Linked DNA regions of Sus scrofa: region 2 is linked to region 1. A link is a contact called in public Hi-C data. All regions are on one chromosome and are shown on one strand. Each heading gives the region's core, a stretch centred on a gene start, on an enhancer-like site or on the middle of the called end of the contact. The rest is flanking DNA. Distances are from core to core; before and after follow the strand shown. Region 1 overlaps ASPH (aspartyl/asparaginyl beta-hydroxylase). Region 2 has its middle 49 kb from the start of RAB2A.

The links. A called contact is a pair of places that touch in the nucleus more often than the background predicts.
Region 2: a contact with region 1 is called in a Hi-C map of heart right ventricle, with 7 times the contacts expected there. The contact joins two enhancer-like sites. A contact is called at or near these places in 7 of 47 Hi-C or Micro-C datasets (alveolar macrophages, brain, embryonic fibroblasts and 4 more).

What each region holds. Positions count from the first base shown.
Region 1 is chr4:72,040,430-72,046,317 of Sscrofa11.1, forward strand. It overlaps ASPH (aspartyl/asparaginyl beta-hydroxylase), which reads left to right. Exons shown (of 24, transcript XM_021089332.1): 15 at 1,186-1,272. Among named protein-coding and RNA genes, the nearest start is that of ASPH, 140 kb to the left of the region's middle. Within about 2 kb of position 3,537, at least 2 of the 83 cell types and tissues checked have an H3K27ac peak or open chromatin away from gene starts, as enhancers often do.
Region 2 is chr4:72,928,191-72,934,078 of Sscrofa11.1, forward strand. No RefSeq gene overlaps it. Among named protein-coding and RNA genes, the nearest start is that of RAB2A, 49 kb to the left of the region's middle. Within about 2 kb of position 3,286, at least 8 of the 83 cell types and tissues checked have an H3K27ac peak or open chromatin away from gene starts, as enhancers often do.

The DNA of each region.
Region 1 (5,888 bases), core at 2,287-4,786:
AACTAATACTGGGTGGTTAGAAGAACGTTACACAGGACAACGTGTTTAACATGAGTTTTTCATTCCTTAAAATCAGTCGTGGAAGAAATGACAGAGTGGTTTTAAAAACTGTTGTCGTGGAGTACCCATTGCGGCTCAGCGGAAACAAACCTGACTACTATCCCTGCGGATGTGGGTTCGATCCCTGGCTTCACTCAGTGGGTTAAAGGATCCGGCGTTGCTGTGAGCTGTGGTGTAGGTCGGAGATGTGTCTTGGATCCCGCATGGCTGTGGCTGTGGCTGTGGTGTAGGCCAGCAGCTGCCACTCCAATTTGACCCCAGGCCTGGGAACTTCCAGATGCTGTGGATGCGGCCCTAAAAAGACCAATAAATAAATAGAGGAACTTTAATGTAAATATTTCCTGGCTCTATTTAGTCAAGTTGTTGACAAGTAGATGTCAATAACAGTTGAGTAGCACTGTGTGATTTGCTGAGCCCAGTCACACTTGTAGGGTAAAACTTTGTTGTGAAAACTCACTCAGTGAAGGTCAAAACATACAAACCAGGGTCAGCTTATATCTATGCACTGGATGAATGGATTTATGGATTTATAGGTGCTTGAAGTGTCTGGTAAAGTTCAGCTCAGATAGTCTGTCTCTGTCTTACGGTTCCCATATCCCGAGGGGCTGTCATGCGTTAGAAACTGGGAGACATTTGTTTCTCCCTGTGGAGTGATGCTGGATGGACGGGGGTGGCAGGTGGCGGGGCGAGGGGAGGTTCCTCACCACCATGCCAAGAGGCCAGTGACCCTCTTATCCTGCATGCTCATTCCCCACCAGGCATGCACTTCTCATTGCAGACCCAAAGGCATTCCAGCTGCCTGCAGGATTTTTCTCCAACTTAAATCCTAAATAATTTTTTTAAGAATGCAAGTAAGAACCATACACCTGGAGGGAAAATGCAGTTTCTTTAACAAAGGTTCATGGTACATCCTTTGTCAGGTATCTGTCTTTAAAACAATAAAGTATAGGTATAGTCGTTTCTAGTTTTATGTTCACCATAATGCAGGTCATTATTTAAAGTCTTAAGATAAAATTGGAGTCCAGGAAATTCTGATAAAATTACTTGGTGAATATTAAATAACTATGTTGAATAACACTATGCATTTGAATTTCTTGTATTTATGTCATTTCCTCTTCCTAACAGGGGAAAATTGAGGAAGCACTGAATGCGTTTGAAGAACTAGTTCGCAGGTACCCTAAGAGCCCAGGGGCGCGCTATGGAAAAGCACAGGTACGTAGAAACCCCGCCACTTAGGATGCTGTTTATTCTGTATAATTGGACTTTCACCACCCAGTGTTTGTATTTTATTTTTCTCTTCTCGTGTGTATGCTGAATCAATTTCTCATGCATATGCCTGAATTCAAGCAAAAAATACTTTTTAAAATAAGACAATTAATTATTGCTGTTTGCACTGGTGAATTTAGTGGCTTTTCTTTTTCTCCCCCTCCATATAGCTTCTGTCTGGGTTTGCAAAGAAAATAAAGAATAACACTTTTGTCACTCATTTCCCATCACCCTCACGTTCCTTCTGTTTAGACCCACCATGTAGTTTTGACCTCAGGTTCCTTAGGGCTTTAAGAACCTCGTTTTATCGCTAGAGGTGCCTGCAGAGGGTGCTTAGGAAAGACTCTTTTAATATAAAGTGGAATAGGGAGTTCCTGTTGTGGCTCAGTGATTAACAAGCCTGACTAGGAACCATGAGGTTTCGGATTCGATCCCTGGCCTCACTCAGTGGGTTAAGGATCCGGCGTTGCCGTGAGCTGTGGTGTAGGTTGCAGATGTGGCTTGGATCCAGTGTTTGCTGTGGCTGTGGCATAGGCTGGCAGCTACAGCTCTGATTGGACCCCTAGCCTGGGAACCTCCATATGCCATGGGTGTGGCCCTAAAAAGACAAAGTAAAATAAAATAAAATAAAGTGGATAGACTTTGTTCTCTCTGTAGTTTCTATCAGCTGACTCGTTTCTTACCACCTCCCTTCTCCCATCGCCACCTCCACCTTCTCCTTTCTTACTGAACCTTCCCCGTTTTCCAGCTCCTCAATTCATGAAGCTTTTCCACATCTGTCTGTAGCTGCGGAAACCCTCTGTGGGTCACGTACTGTTTTAGGCCCTGGGATTATCTAGAGGACACGCTAGGGGTCTCTGTCCTTGTGGATCTTATATTCCAATGGAAGCTATTTTAAAAGTTTCTTATTCACAATTTTTTAGTGAATAAAAATGTGGCAGGCCCTGTTCCAGGCACTGCAGCCACCCACAAAACATGTGGCATTTTCATTGTGATGGAGAAGACAATCATGAGACATAGAAAATCTATTGCTTTTGCTACTGGATACTTTGTCAGGAGACAAAAACAAGGCAGAGCCCAGCTATAGGATGCGTGAGGGGGTTGAGGTGCTGGATAGGACGGCAGGAAAATATCTCACCACGGACGTGACCTTAGAGCAAAACCCTGAAAGTCTTTACGAATAAATATATATTTAAAGAATATTAGAAATGTTAAAGTAAATACATTAGACCATCTCACATAGTAATACATGCTGCAAAGAGAAAGTCATGGAATACAGAGCAGGTCATTAAGATGTTCTGTTGGCGTTCTCACTGTGGCACCGTGGGTTAAGAATCCGACTGCAGTGGCTCAGGTCACTGCAGAGGCTGGGGTTTAATCCCTGGCAAGGTGCAGTGGGTTAAGGGATCCAGTGTTGCCATAGCTCATATTCAGTCCCTAGCCTGGGGACATATCTCCATATGCCCGGAGTGGGCCATTAAAAAAAAAAAAAAAAAAGATTTTTTTTTTTGTTTACAGATGTTGTATTTGAGTGACAGCAGACTACACTTGAGATAAGATGATCCAAAAAGGGAGGTGACAAGTGGCTGAGATGTGACAAGGTCGAGGAAGGAGATGTCCAGACAGAGCGAACAGTGGGGACAAAGGCCATGATGCCGGGACTCAGCCTTGGCATTATCTGTGGGGACTAGGGAGGGCTGAGCCGAGAGGGGTGACGTGGTGGCGGTTTAATTCTCTGAGCCGTGGGAGCCTTGGAGGGTTTGTGCATGGCATGCCTGGCTGGTTGTCTGTTTGTTTGTTTTAATGACGATTGCTTTGGTTGCTGGGTGGAGAATAGCTTGCGGAGTAGAAGCCAGGAGAATGGGGGACCTGAGATCCACTGGCTCGGACAGTGGTTATGGCCGTGGAGATGGGCAGTGGACAAGGGCGGAGCCAAGAGGACTTGATGATGGATTTGATGTGAGGGTCAGGAAGAGAGGACTCAAGAGCAACCCTGGGGTTTGGGGGTCGGCCATCTGAGGAGATGCCAGTTACTGACCCAGAAGACGGGTAGAGGCACAGGTTTGGGGGGCTGCACAATCAAGAGTTTTCTTTCAGTCCTGTTAAGTTTGTGATGCCTATGACACAATCAAGTGCACATGTCCAGCAGACCATTGGAGTTTTGGGGTCTGGAACCCAGGATGAAAGCCGAGGCTGATGTGCAAGTGTCAGGCAGTTGAGCTCCTCCAGCCTGCCTCGGAGACCAGACTGTCAGCCCTGCCCGGAAACAACAGATGCAGAGCTGCAGAAATTTTCCAGACCCAGGAGAAGCTGCCAACACCCCATTGGAGGGGGCAGTACAGTCACTTGGGTGTGACACTCATACGGAAACCAACACGTCTAGAGATAAAACAAGTATGTTTTGCTCTGAACTGAGGGTGACAACCACTCAAAATCCAGATACTTAAGTTCTTCCTGTCTTCCCTTTAAAAACTTATTAATTAAATTTGTATTAATTCAGTTTCAATAAGTTAAATTTGTGAAAATTTAATGCAAAGAAGTTCCTTTTATCCATGGTACAATATAGACTAGGTTTATAGCAACTGCAACTGCATTTTTCCTATAAATGAATTTGGTCAGTAATCCTCCTAAACTTCTAAATTGTATTGTTATTATTGAGCAAGAGAATATGTGTGTGTTGCCAAAAGATCACACCTATTCATATAAGTAATGTGCTTTGCCACTAGTTCTGACAATCATTTGATTAAGGAAAGGATGTTAACTCAAGAGAATAATGATTGGGGCAGATGCTAATTAAGGCAAAAATGTTTGACGACTTAGAATTTTTCTCATATGTGATATTAATTGCAGGTACCAAAGTCTAAGTAATGCGGTACTTTTTGCACAAGGCAGAGGCTGTATTTATACTCTTATTTAACAGTAAGAATTTGAGATTTACGCCCCAGCAATATTTCTTATCTCTGAACTATTATGCTACAAAGTGTTATTGCTATTAACATCAGTACACAATTTAAGCATGGTAAAGTAAGGTTTAATAGACAATTTAACAGAAACTTTAAATTCATAAGAGTTTTAGAAAAAAGTTCTACAGAGGATGGATTTCATAGGGAGGAATACGATGGCTTTTTCACTCTTTGTCAGCAGATTAAACAGTCAATGGAATATCCCAACACATTTTTAAAATTCCGCAACATTAAGTTAAATAGAAACTATAGTATTTGTCATTTCTAAAATAGCGCTGATATTGTCTTAATCTTTGGATTACTGTAAAAATCAATTTTGACCGAGTTCCCTGATCATCAGACACAAAATATTAAATTATGAGCTCAATTCACTTTATTATCTTACACAAATCGTTAATGCCTCTCAGGCAAGATATGCCATACCTCTTAGAAAGGTTGGATCGGGAGTTGTTTCCAATCAAAACGCTTTGTGATGTTAACATCCTGAAACAAATGTTCAGTTTCAGCACAAATCATTTATCTACGTGTGCTAAATTGATCAAAATCAATTTTGATTTTTCAGAGCAAAGCCTATCGGTTTTCTACAAGAGATTTAAAAAATTATGTGCCATTTTAATACTGATATTTTCCAACCCTGGAGGTTCTAAAATGTTTATACTTCATTCAGATGAAGGACTTGAGGATCAGGGGTGGGGACAGAGGAACGAAGTGTGTAGTTGTATCATCATTTTCTCATTTCAGATTGAGTTTAGTAAAGATATGTATTACTCTCTCTATAGAGAATGATGTTTTGGTAGGCATTTGTCCTTGCACTGATCTTGAAAAACCTTCAGTCCTGGGATCTGTTTGGTAGCTCCAAGGGGTTGCCAGATGAAGAAGGCAAACGAGATGGCCTCAAAAGGGCTCTCTCAGCTCTAGGACTGGCATTCTGTGACATCATTTATGAACAGTCATGTTTTGGGGAGTTAACTCACTATAGCCAAACTCACAAGAAACTGATGCCTAAACAGAAAAGCCAGGATGTGAATATATGGAAGGCCACGAAGCAGGATGACCAGTATGGGTCACTGACATTGGATTTTCTCTCTTGGTAGATATGTCTATTCTGGAGACCATTTGCAGATATGAAAAGATTGTTGTATATGTGGAAGCTTTTATCTGTCAGGCACAGGTGAATTGCCCTTTTCTAACCTACAGAGTTTCATCCCATCAATTTTCCTTTATCATAAGTCCATCATTGTCTGTCACCACACTTCAATTCCAGCCCTCTTCGTCTTAGGAAACTTATCCTTATCAGTGCATGTTAATGAGTTATTTCTTTTTTTTTTTTTTGTCTTTTTGCCTTTTCTGGGGCCACTTCCACGGCATATGAGGTTCCCAGGCCAGGGGTCCAATCGGAGCTGTAGCCACTGGCCTACACCACAGCCACAGCAACGTGGGATCCTTAACCCACTGAGCAAGGCCAGGGACCGAACCCGCAACCTCATGGTTCCTAGTCGGTTTCGTTAACCACTGAGCCATGACAGCAGCTCCAATAAGTGATTTCTTTGATGTGGTATTTTCTGAAAAGCTTCCCACAGATATCTTATTTTTATCCAT
Region 2 (5,888 bases), core at 2,036-4,535, 890 kb after region 1:
AGTACTCATAGAATACCTCCTCTGTGTCTGAGTCTTTGTCAGGGTTTTTATGTGTGTGTGCTGGGCATTGTTTGCTTTTTCCTTTTTCTTTTTCGGCTGCCCTCATGGCCTATGAAAATTCCCGGGGCCAGGGATCGAATCTGAGCTGGAGCTGCAACCTACGCCACAGCTGCTGCAATGCCAGATCCTTAACCCACTGTGCCAGGCTGGGGATCAAACCAGTGCTTCCACAGAGACAAGCCAGATCCTTAACCCACTGCACCATAGTGGGAACTCTGTATTGTTTGCTCTTAAACCCAGGGTCCCTCTTGTTCTCTGCTGTCCTTCCCAGGCCACCCTATCTTCTGCGTTCTCCCTTTCCAGACAAGGAGACAACACAGGGAAGGAGGCCATTCTCCCTGTTCCCGTCAGCCTTGTGTGGGCTCTCCATGGCCAGCTGCAGTTGGCTCTTCTCTGTGGTGTCAGCTCTCCTGCCACACCTAGTGGCTCTGACTCCTGGGCTCTGTCCAAGCACCACCTTCCTTTGACCTGCCAGCAGCCAATCTCAGGATAGCTTCTTGATTCTGTTTGGCTCTTCAACTCTTCCATTCCCTTTGACACCAAATCCCTGCCTTGAATTCCATCTACGTGAAAGACCTAGAGTGGTTTTGTTTAGTAGTGACAGTCTGTGCCACTGCAACATAGTATTACATCTAAGCTTTCCAACATGCCAGGAAGGCGTTATTATCATTGTCACCATGTGCAGATAAGGAAATTGAAGCTCAGAAGAGACAAATGATGCGCCCAGCCTCAGAGAGTCCATAAATGGGAGCACTGGGGCACAAATCCAGTCACATCCAGATAACAGGTGACGCTGATCGAGTGCATTCCAGTGTCAGGCCCTGGGACCTGAGTGTGCCTATCTGCGTCACCCTGTGACCCATGTAGCCCTCACAGCATCTCTCCAGCTACAGATGAGGACATGAAGTTCAGACACACTAGCTTGCCAGAAGCACAAAGCTAGGGAGCAGCCAAGATGGACTTCAAACCCAGATTTGCCCGACTCCAAGCTTGTTCTTTCTACTACTACCCCCCAAAGCGAGTGTGCATTGGAGCTCCCGTTGTGGCTCAGTGGGTTAAGAAGCTGACTAGTACCCATGAGGATGCAATCCCTGGCCTTGTTCCATGGGTTAAAGGATCTGGCGTTGCCACGAGCTATGGTGTAGGTGGCAGATGCAGCTCAAACATGGCATTGCTGTGACTGTGGCATAGGCTGGCATAGGCTGCAGCTCTGCTTCAACGCCTAGCCTGGGAACTCCCACATGCCACACTTGGCGGTCCTAAACTGAGAAAAAAAAACAGAAGCAAAAAAAAAGAGGGAGTGTGCATCACGACTGGGGAATAGACATTTCTGGTCTCCACCCCCAGAAATTCCAGCTCAGTAGGTTTGGGAGGAGCTCGGAAATAGGCACTCTGCACATGGGCCTTAAGTGATGCTGAGGCAGAGGGTGTGGGAAGCACAGGGGGCCAACCCTGCTTATCCTCCCTGCCGCCACCAAGCCCGTGACACCCTGTGTAGTCTCTGTTGCTTCTGCTCCCCCGCCCACCTCTGTTTCTTCATCTGAAAGTCAAGGGGGGACTGGATAATCTTCTAGGGCATTCCAGGTCTCCCCTGAGCCCCATCACCCTGGGTTGTAGGAGTGCAGCGCATTTGGTGTCAAGCCTCCAAGGGGATCCCTGCTGTGCCATGGAGCCGTCCAAGGGCACAGCTGAGGCCCCCGGGGGCCAGGGTTTCTCATGGGCTCCCCAGGCCGCAAGACTCAACAGGGGCCCTGTGGCTTGAGAGTAAAGGAAAGCCCTGTTTGTGGATTTGCAGTAGTTGGCAAACTGGCATTTGAAAGAGGAAGCGAGTGGTGGGGTGGGAGTGTTCATTCAGGGAAATATTCGAAGAACTCAGTGTTTGCTCGGAGAGGTCATGAAATAAGTTTTGTTCCCACACCCTCTGGAAAAATGATGCTTCATTAAAATGGCAACATGAGGTGTAGAGAAAACGGTGAAATTGGGAACACTGAAAAGACACATTCACTAGATTCCACTTAAAATGTAAAAGGAGTGTAAAGAAAACAAATGGACATTTTCTTGAGGCAGCTGAGCGATACAAAACACAGGCATCTTTGTCTCCTTCTTGAAAACTTCCACAATGCCTTCTCCTTTCTTCCTCTTGACTAATCTCTGCTTCTAAGAGGTGTTGAGTTTCGGCCAAACTCTCTGCTCCGCTCGCATCAAAGGCCGCTGTCTCGTGAATAGCCAGCTCTCACCTACCGATCCTCTTACTCAGCCCTGCCCGGTGGACGCAGGACATTCCCCATAATGAGCTCTCAGGCAGAATTTCCAGGCGGGGTCCAGGAGCATCAATCACAGGCCTGAATGGGAGGTCGGCGCGTGGGAACCTTGGGAGGAGCCGGGTGCAGAGCTCGCAGTGGTCCCTCCAAGCCCGTGGCCGCACATCTGTCCAGCGATGCCTCCTGGGTTCGCTGCCGGCTACATCGGTGCTTGACAGACGGGTTGCGCTCCTTTCTGGAGCTGCAGAGTACCCCGTGGGAGGGAGGGAGGCAGGCAAAGTTCTGTTCCTGCCTTACCACGACCCCTCTAACGTGGTTCCAAATGCGCCTGGGTTCCAGGTTCAGGTTTTCTTTGTACCATTAGCGGTAGTGCTTGCGAAGGAGGACTCTGTGGGATGGACAACAAATGGGCCGAGGGAGACTGGGAGTCTGCTTTTGTCCTCCTTAAAGCCCCGGTGTCTCATGTTTTACTCCTTTATCTGCAGTATGAAGGTGACGGTTCAGAATCATTAGCTAATAAGGAATCAGAACGAAGACAAAACCCTTTGAAAAGGCAAAAGAACGTTAAGTATGAATTCCTCCTTGGCTTTTTACTAACATCCTCCACCAGATCGTGGGGCTGCCTCTTTCCCCTTGTGGACACTCCAGAAAAAACTGGGGCGTGGGAAGTTGTGAGTTCAGAGTCCACCTACATTTGGTCGGTTCTGATGGCTGTAGAGTGTGATGCGAGTGCTGACATCTTTACCCACGCTTGTTCTCTGGGACCACCTCTCAACACCAAGACGTGGGCCTTGCCCAGCAGCTGAGTCCCTAGCCCTGCAGAGGGTGGAAGGAGGAGCTGGAATCCTGCTCAGGGAGAGGACCTGCAGGACAGAGAGGTTTTCCTGGGGGAAGGGAGGTCACTTTGAGACTAGAGAAAGCAAACAGCAAAAACCTAGTGAAGTCTGCAGCAGCATCAGGTCTATGCTGCCCCCTGGTGGTCCTGTGTTGTACTACAGTCTGCTCCCGATTCGCTGTAAAATGACACTCTTCTATCTTCTAGGCTGCAGTCTGGACATCTAGAGCCATGAGGAGGGAGTGAAATGGGTTAAGGGCAATGAAAGCACAGGTATGAATCTTCTCACGGGACCGAAGACAGAATTTTTGCCGCAGGAGCCATTCAGTCGTTATCTGGTATAATGCGTATATACCAGTAAACAGTGCCAGCATAAAAATTACTCATTTAATGGACTTAAATTGATTTTGACCATTAAAAATTAAAGTTATATTATTCAGTCTATTATGACTTTTACCAAGTGTATTTTCGAGTTCTCTCATTTCTACTGTTTTACAACAGTTTGAGGAGAAGAGAAAGAGATAGTATATGTATGTATGTATGTATTTATTTATTTATGCATCCATGGCGTGGATAAGTTCCTGGGACAGGGATTTAACCTGCATCATGGCTGCTACCCGAGATACAGCAGTGGCAAAGTCGGATCCTTAACCCTCTGAGCCACCAGGGAATTCCGAAAACAATGTAGATTTTTTATTTTAAATTGTTTAATTTTTAGGTCTGCACCTGTGGCATATGGAAGTTCCCAGGCTAGGGGTCAAATTGGAGCTGCAGCTGCCAGCCTGAATCACAGCTACAGCAACACTGGATCCAAGCTGCATCTGTGACCTACACTGCAGCTCACAGCAACACTGGATCCTTGACCCACTGAATGAGGCCAGGGATCAAACCCGAATCCTCATGGATCCTAGTCAGTTTCTTAATCCATTGATCCACGATGGGAACTCCACCGAGAACAATATAGTTTTAATCCCTGTTTCACTGACCTCGAAACAGATACAGGGGCCTCAAGTCTGCAGAGTCAGGGTTACTGGTCTGTTTCTGGGTCCCACGTCAGGAGCAGGATGTGGGGCAGGGCCAAGGGGACCTGGAGAGCTTTCCTTTTGGCTTTGTGGCCTCATCATCTCCACTTCTGTGCATCCCTGTTCTCCATGCTAGGAGCATTTCTAGTCGGCTGTGTACACTATGTTAGGCATTTCAAATATGTTTCTGGAAGTTGTCAGTGCTGTTCTCTATGGGGCCTGAAGGCAAAATTCAATGTTTGTAGTAAATAAGTACTAAAATTATACTAGCGATTGAGAAGATGGATTATTTCCAGGTTGCTTAGCCATATTGGCTGAGTGTTGAATTCAGCAGTGGTGCCAACACATTCTATGCATGAATTTTGTGCTCCTGGGCTCTGAGAGTCACACTGAAGCTGGCGGTGCAGAGCCTGCCAGGCAGGATATCAAGGTGTGGTCAGCAGGGCTCAAGAAGGAGTTTGTGCAGATGTAAGAGAAGGCTCTGGAAACTGCTGGGATGGCACTTTCCTTGGACTAGTTCCCAGGACTGAGATGGAGGAGACGTGCGGCCTCAGAAGCTAGACTCACAGCATTTTACGAACAGTGGGCTCCACGGACTATTTATTTGTCCTGGAATTGAAGCCACCTCTGTAGGGCGTTCTCTCTTCCTATCTGTCTGAGTCTCTGTTATGGGCTGAATTGTACCTCTAAAATGCCTGTGCTGAAGTCCTAACCCCAGTATCTGAGAATGTGACTTTATTTGGAGAAAGGCCCCTTAAAGAGATAATTAAGTTAAAACATGTCATTAGGGTGAGACCTCAGCCGATATGACCGGTGTCCTTAGAAGAAGAGGAAATTAGGACACAGACACGCACAGAGGGGACGACGTGCAAGGACACAGGGAGAGGTGGCGTCTGCAAGCCAAGGAGAGAGGCTTCTGAACAAACCTACCCTGTGGGCACCTTGATCTCAGCCTTCCGGCCCCCACAGCTGTGAGGCAATAAATAAGTGGTGTTTAAGGCAGCCGGTCTGTGGTACTTTGCTGAAACAGTCTCCTTTTGAATTTAGGGAACAGGGCTAGATGGCCCATCCATTCAGCACCAACACCAAACCAAGTGGAAACCATGAAAGCCACTCTGTAAGGAACTAAAACATCTTCAAAAACAGGAAAGTGACTAGTGAAATAACATCTGGTTTGAATGGCATCCAGTATCTTTCACTAGATGCGATAGATTAGCATGATTTCTGGAGAAAAGCCCAAATACATGCCCCAAACAGGTACATCACATCACAGTTATGACTGAATAGAGCTCTTTCCTTCTCCTGGCTCTGTGGTGTCCTTTAGAGGGAATCCAGATCGTATGAAAAATGTCTTCAAGTCTAAAGGAGTCATACAGCCAAGTTTTATGGAACTGACCTACAAAGTTATCTTTTTTTTTTTTTTTTGCTTTCTAGGGCCAAACCCGCGGCATATGTAAATTCCCAGGCTAGGGGTCAAATCGGAGCTATCACTGCCGGCCTACACCACAGCCACAGCAACGCAGGCTCTGAGCTGCCTTGGCAACCTACAGCAAAGCTCACGGCAACGCCAGATCTTTAACCCACTGATCGAGGCCAGGGATCGAATCCACAAACCTCATAGTTCCTAGTTGGATTTGTTTCCACTGTGCCCTGATGGGAACTCCAAAGCTATCAATTATTACGAGAAAAAAAAATATTTATCTATGTTAC